Linked DNA regions of Mus musculus: region 2 is linked to region 1. Evidence: chromatin contacts called from public promoter capture Hi-C data. All regions are on one chromosome and are shown on one strand. Each heading gives the region's core, a stretch centred on a gene start, on an enhancer-like site or on the middle of the called end of the contact. The rest is flanking DNA. Distances are from core to core; before and after follow the strand shown. Region 1 overlaps Ptpn14 (protein tyrosine phosphatase, non-receptor type 14). Region 2 overlaps Ptpn14 (protein tyrosine phosphatase, non-receptor type 14).

Evidence for each region. Capture Hi-C pulls out chosen DNA fragments and counts their contacts.
Region 2: a contact with region 1 is called in a promoter capture Hi-C map of adipose tissue. The contact joins two enhancer-like sites. A contact is called at or near these places in 4 of 484 Hi-C or Micro-C datasets (embryonic fibroblasts, nephron progenitors, uterus and 1 more), 8 of 115 datasets of contacts at active chromatin or transcription factors (craniofacial prominence, double positive thymocytes, embryonic basal ganglia and 5 more) and 3 of 9 other capture datasets (adipose tissue, embryonic stem cells and liver).

What each region holds. Positions count from the first base shown.
Region 1 is chr1:189,744,957-189,748,288 of GRCm38.p6, reverse strand. The region is part of intron 1 of Ptpn14 (protein tyrosine phosphatase, non-receptor type 14); the gene reads right to left. Among named protein-coding and RNA genes, the nearest start is that of Ptpn14, 18 kb to the right of the region's middle. Within about 2 kb of position 1,573, at least 27 of the 459 cell types and tissues checked have an H3K27ac peak or open chromatin away from gene starts, as enhancers often do. A contact at or near this core is called in adipose tissue and double positive thymocytes, where this site is marked.
Region 2 is chr1:189,866,009-189,869,340 of GRCm38.p6, reverse strand. All of the region lies in intron 18 of Ptpn14 (protein tyrosine phosphatase, non-receptor type 14), which reads right to left. Among named protein-coding and RNA genes, the nearest start is that of Gm26574, 29 kb to the right of the region's middle. Within about 2 kb of position 1,655, at least 166 of the 459 cell types and tissues checked have an H3K27ac peak or open chromatin away from gene starts, as enhancers often do. A contact at or near this core is called in adipose tissue and double positive thymocytes, where this site is marked.

The DNA.
Region 1 (3,332 bases), core at 324-2,823:
ATGAACCCACAAACACTACAGCCTTGTTTTCTCATAAGGAACAGAGGTCACAGGGAGCTATTAGCACAAACAATTTTTATTTGTTTGATTCTGTTTTATGAGCCAAGGTTTCTCTGTGTAATCCTGGCTATCCTGGAACTTTCTCTATAGACCAGGCTAGCCTCAAACTCATAAATCTTCCTGCCTTTGTCTCACAGTGCTGGGACTACAGGCGTGCACCAGCTAGCCCAACCCAAAGCCAAAAGTTACTGTTTAAGTTGTCTGCTTGTCTTTTCCTGGACAAGAATAACACCCCTCTTCCCCATCCCCGCACACACCCAAGTAGCAGGGTTGTTTTTGTTTTTCCTAAGATGGAAACACAGAGGTTTCTTCTTTGCTCTGACCACTAACCCAACTGCAGACTCAAGAAATTTCAAGAATGAAATTCAAGTGAATTTTCACAGAAATACGCAGCCAGGAATCCCAGCAATCACATTCTACAAGATTGACTACAGCAGGCTAAAGGAAGCTACGTCACAGTCTCATTCATAGGCCTGAAACCAAACGAGCTACCAGGTGTCAGAAGCAGTCTCGGGTTCTGAGCTCCAGTGAAGGAGGCGTAGTTTGGAAGGAAGAGAAGAAAGGAAGAACTGTAATTGTATTATAATCTCAAACTAAAATTAAAATCTAATTCAAAGAAAGAAATCATGGAGGAAGGTAATATGACAAAAAGAATTCTCTCAATGCTTGCTAGGTGTAGGGATATGGTTTAGGTGTGTAAGGCCCTGGGTTACCAGTCCCCAGAAAAATGCATCCATAGACACTCATGCACAAACACATGCAGAGTGTCAGTCAATATAGTGTGGATTATGGAAAAATAAAAAACCTGAATCTCAGAAAAGACTTATCCATAACGAACTAAAATTAAAATTAAAATCCACTTCAGAAACTGAACTCCAAGGATCTCCCAGCGATCGGCCCAAACTCTTTCTTTAGCCCTTATCCATGTTCTAACAGTTACCACTTGACAGGCAGCAACCACTGCTGTTCAGATAGACTCGGGTTGCTTCCCACAGGGATGTAACACAGCTCACAAGCTCTCAGAGAAAGGAGTCCTAGCTCTAAGGATCTGTGGCATTCCCTTGTGAAATGAGGTGAGAGATGTTTGTAGTTCTGTCATAGGCACAAGAGCTACATGAGTCCCAGATTGCCTCCTCCCCAACGTGAGCACAGGCATGCACATGTGCAAGCAGATGTGCAAGCAGTTGTCCACATACACAGGGACACACACACAGAGAGAGAGAGAGAGAGCCAGTTCTCCCGATCGGCAAGGGTGTGGTCTGCCCTGAAAATGTTCTTGCCTCCTTTTCAGAGTCCTGGAGCTGCCCCTGAGGAAGGTTTATAGGTTTTCACCAGTTTCTAAGTAGAAGCCAAAGACAGGCACAGTGACAGGCAATGTGACACTTGTAAAACAGAACAAGAGAGAGACACGGTTGGTAATAAAAGGAGTTCATCTACAGTTCAAGCAAACACTGTAGGAAACCCACTCTTGGTTTCAGATGCAGTGTTTTTTGACTTGGTGAAAACCACAAAGGAAAGGGAAATCTGCAAGCTGTGGAGGGAAAGGATACCGCGCGAGGCAAGAGAGGAGCAAACCACAAGATGCAACCATGCAGTGAGGTCCCCTGTGGGTGCAGTGAGGTCCCCTGTGGGTGCAGTGAGGTCCCCTGTGGGTGCAGTGAGGTCCCCTGTGGATGCAGTGAGGTCCCCTGTGGATGCAGTGAGGTCCCCTGTGGGTGCAGTGAGGTCCCCTGTGGATGCAGTGGTCCCCTGTGGATGCAGTGAGGTCCCCTGTGGGTGCAGTGAGGTCCCCTGTGGGTGCAGTGAGGTCCCCTGTGGATGCAGTGAGGTCCCCTGTGGGTGCAGTGAGGTCCCCTGTGGGTGCAGTGAGGTCCCCTGTGGATGCAGTGGTCCCCTGTGGATGCAGTGAGGTCCCCTGTGGATGCAGTGGTCCCCTTTGCACTTGCCCTTTACCCCTTAGAACCCTGATGCTTTTGCTTTTCTACGGTTGCGCTTTAATATCCGGGTGAAGACGAGATGTGTTTCCAGGAACAGCTACCAAAGCCAAGCATGTGGTACCCTCTTGTAAACCCAGCATTCCAGAGGCGGAGACAGGAGAATCATCAAGGTCATCTTTGGCTACAAAGAAAGTTTAGGTCAGCCTGAGATATATGAGGCGCTATCTCAAAAGCCCAAGAAATTTAAGATTAAAAAAAAAATAGTTACTGAGAAAAAAACACATAAAGCCAAAGAGACAAAAGCAAAAGCCTGAGGGTTTTGTTTTGTTTTTTTTTTTTTAATAAAGACTTTCAGACCCCAGTGCAGGGGAAGCCAGGGCCAGGAAGTGGGAGTGGGTGGGGAGGGGAGCGGGGCGGGGGGAGGGGATAGGGAACTTTCGGGATAGCATTTGAAATGTAAGTAAAGAAAATATCTAATAATAAATCAATCAATCAATCAATCAATCAATTTTTTTAAAAAGACTTTCAGAAAGCAGGAAACAAAGTTAATCACCCTTATTTTTCTCAACTGAATAAGAAAATATCAACTTTTCTAAATCTTTTGGTTTTAAGATACCACAAGCAATTAGTAGTTGCAAAACCCAGGGCAATCAGGGTACCGAGAAGGCTGCACATTTAATAATATTAATAACTGCACCTTAAGTTGACAGTGCTCCAGGGAGCAGTCTGCCCATGTAACAAGATCTGCCAGGCTTGTCCTCTGACCCAGAGTCCACTTTGGAAACCATACCCCAGGGGCAATGCACTCCAAGTAAAGGAAATGTCATGTAGTCCACAGTGCTTACCCGATTCCTTACTCACACTGTTGAAACTAGACTAGCTCCAAGCTTTGGACTCCAAGAAAAGGGTTCAATCAATTACAGTACAACACAAGATGGAGTTACCCATGTTCATGTCTGCCCCCCATCCTACCACACACCCCATGTCCCTGTGGCTTGTCTGGAAAGGCTGAAGGGGAAGCCTGGATCCTCCAGCCAATAATTTGGGGCTCCTGCATGTGTTACAGGCTGCCTTGATGGGTGTGAGCAGGCAGGACGCTTGAACTCAGCATAGCAGCTCTAAGCAAATCATGTGATTCCTGGCTGGGATGCAGCTCAGCTGACAGAGTGCTTTGTCTAGCATGCAGGGAGCCCTAGGTACAGTCCGCAGTGCTGCATAAACCAGGCCTGCAATCCCAGAATGCCAGAGGTAGAAGCTGTGGGGGAGGGGGGATCAGAAGTTTAAAGTCATCTACTATGTAGCAAGTGGGAGGCCCAGCCTGGGCTACCCAAGATC
Region 2 (3,332 bases), core at 406-2,905, 120 kb before region 1:
CTTTTCTTTTCTTCCTTCCTTCCTTCCTTCCTTCCCCCTCTCTCCTTTCTTTCTTTCTTTCTTTCTTTCTTTCTTTCTTTCTTCCTTCCTTCCTTCCTTCCTTCCTTCCTTCCTTTCTTTCTTTTTAAATTTATGACATTTATTTGTGCGTGTCCTGGGGACCAAACTCAGGTAGTAAAGCTTGCTGTCTAGTACCTTTACCCACTGACCCATCTTGCTGGTCCAGATATTTCCTTTGTGTGGTGCATGGATACTCATGTATGGGGTATGTGCTTGTAGTGCACACCATTGTACATGGGTGCATATTCTCAGAGGCGGACATCAGATGCCCTATGCCGTTGCGACAGAGTCCCTCACTGAACTGAAGCTTGCAGCTTCTCATCTGGGTTGGCTTCTCACCAGAGAGCCCCAGCACTGTGGTGCGGTGCCCTTCCTGCCCTGTGCTATCATCTGTGCCCTGTGACCGTGCCCTTCCCGCCCCATATAATCATCTGTGTTCTGTGAGTCTCGTGCCTCCCCTGGCTTTCTGTGTGCTCGTCCACACCTAGCTTCTCATGGACGCTGGGAATCGCCTCACATGTGAGCGCTTATGGCCACTGGGATAGCTCCTCAGCCCTCAAGACACTTCTGATCTCTTGGGAAAACCGCCTCCCAATCTGCCATCCCTCCCTGCCTCCACAGCCTCCACCTCCATTTCTCTTTCTCTCATATCCTCTTCCACCCTCCTTATCCCCACCACCACGCCTACCATCACCCCTACTCCCCATCCTCACCCCCCACCCCTACCTCCATCCTCACCCCTATTTTCACCCCCCACCATCCCCCCCTCACCCCCCCCCCACATCACAGCTATCAGAACCCCATCCTCACCCCACCCCCATCCCCACCTCCCACTACCACTGGTACACAGTGCCCCTGGCATTATGCAAGGCAGGGCAGACATGGTCCTTGACACACCATGAACAGCAGGGAAAGCCATACAGTACTGACACTGCAAAGCAGCCTGGAGACCAACCTTGACCTCACAGCCACCACCTCGCAGCGGTGGAATCTCCCTCACTCCCCAAGACCAACTGCTGTGAGTCATGAGAACGAGAGCATGGTTGGGCAAGAGACAGCTCAAGAGGTAGGACTCCACACTCGCCACCAGCTCCGGGCGCCCCCATCAGGTGGCTCACAACCACGGTGACTACACGTCAGAGCCGCAGACACTTTCCTCTGGCCTCTGTGGGCGTTGTACTCACACACATGCCTAACCTAGCATCTCCACATGATTAAAAATATATTTTAAATGAGACAAAAGGGGGAAAGTGTGGGGAAAAAAGAAAAGCCACTTCTTCGTTGACAAAGATGAACGCTGCTAGAATCACAAACCAAAAATACAAAACACACAAATCACCTCAGTAATTAGAAAAGGCAGGCTAAGCAGGGATGCGAGGAAAGGAGGCCTAACGGTCTTATATTCATTTGTTAAAAGTCTTTGTTTAAAGAACAAACTAAATATGTTGGCCCTTCTCCTGAGAGGGAGACAGGAGTGGGAGGAGCCAGGCCTGAAGAACACACGGGGCGGAGCAGCCGGTCTGGTTGCCCCTTGGTCAACAGCAACCCTGGGAAACAAACTGGACAGATAAGGTTGGCTGTGCTGGCGCTGGGGGAAGGAAATGAACTGTGTGAGTCACCTTATCGCTGAATATCAATGGGAACAGAAGTTGTTTTAGGACTGTCCCACACCAGCAAGGAATGTGCTGGCATGCAGCTGGGTACTGAAGGAAACATACCACAGCGGGGGCTGGGGGCACTGAGCCTCAGTGGGGGGGGAAGCCCACCGGATCCCCGTTGGCTGCATCCCCCAATTCACACCCATTCAGCGCCAGGCTGGCTTTGATGCACGGTGAGCAGCGTGATCTCCAGCCTTCCCAGAGGCTGTGGATGGGGCTCCAAAGAGCTAAGGACAGGGCAGTGTTAAATAAAGCTGCTTTTCAAATCTCTGAGTCTACGAGTACACGTACTAACACACTGAAGCATCCATTACACAGAACAAGGGTTCCCTGCTGCACGATCTGGAACCTGAACAGCTTGTGGGAAACAGTGTGAAGGCAGGAAGTGACCTCAGAGGAGGAGAGCTTGCTTCCTGCCATCAGACAGCTGCTTAAAGTTACACAGGACCGGCTACATCATCACACGATTGCTCTGGGCCTGGCTTTCCTCCTCTGGGCCTGGCTTTCCATAGAGCAGAGGTAAGGATGCCCCTCTATTGACCTTACAGCCTAGGGTTTGGGACCTGGTGTAAGGGTTACATAGCAAGACCCACGAAGAAGCACAAGAAAACACCCAGAACTGGGGGGCGTACAGCTCAGTGGTAGGGAGGGCACTTTCCTGACAGGTGTGAAGTTCTGGGTTAGCTCCCTAGAACTTTCATAAACAAACCAACACACAAACGGAGAAGCAGAAACCAAAACCACTGCCCCCACCCTGCACACAATCTTATGTGAATGAAAGCAGAGCTGTTGTCGATGGCTCTCACTGTAACTCCAGAGTCTATGGCAGCTCGAGATAACACACTCCTATGTGATTAAAACAACGAATGGCCAATGCTGGCCCACATAGCACAATATATTGCCAATATACACAATATATTGCCAAGCCAGACAAGGGCAAACGCCCCCAGATGAAAACTATACCTGCTGTGATTATAAAAAGACAAAGAAGTGTAAGAGTATGTTCTATGGGGGTGTGGTGAGGTGTGAGGGAAGGGGTGCCTCGGTGGGCCCATGCTGAGGCATCCCTTCCCCCTGAGGGACCAGCCACACGACAGTATAGTATAGAATAAGGTTTATTCAGGACATGGAGAGGGGAGTTAAGAGGGTGGTAGAGGCAGAGAAAGGCAGAGAGAGGGAGAGAGTAGAGAAGTAGAAGCTGGCCATGACCACGTGGGGTGGGGAGTGTGGAAGGAAGTGGGGAGAGATGGGGAGCAAGAGAGAATCAAGTGGGAAGCAGGAGTAAGAGACAGAAGAGGGGGCAAGCAGCCCCTTTTATAGTGGGCCAGGCCTACCTGGCTGTTGCCAGGTAACTGTGGGAGTGGAGTCCAGACAGAATACCAACAATACCATAAGGACAACAACCGTGTCCTACAGAGATGCATCTATCAACACACAGGATTTGGGCCAAAGCACATCCCAGAAATGCAGGACACATTGAACTACACGTGCCAGAGCCACGTGCCATGTCAAACAACCACAACAGAACTCATCTGCCTGCTTCTGGAAGTGAATGCCCACGGCAGTCAGGTTTGCTGGATGTTTCTAGAACACCCTCATTTCTTCTTGTATTTA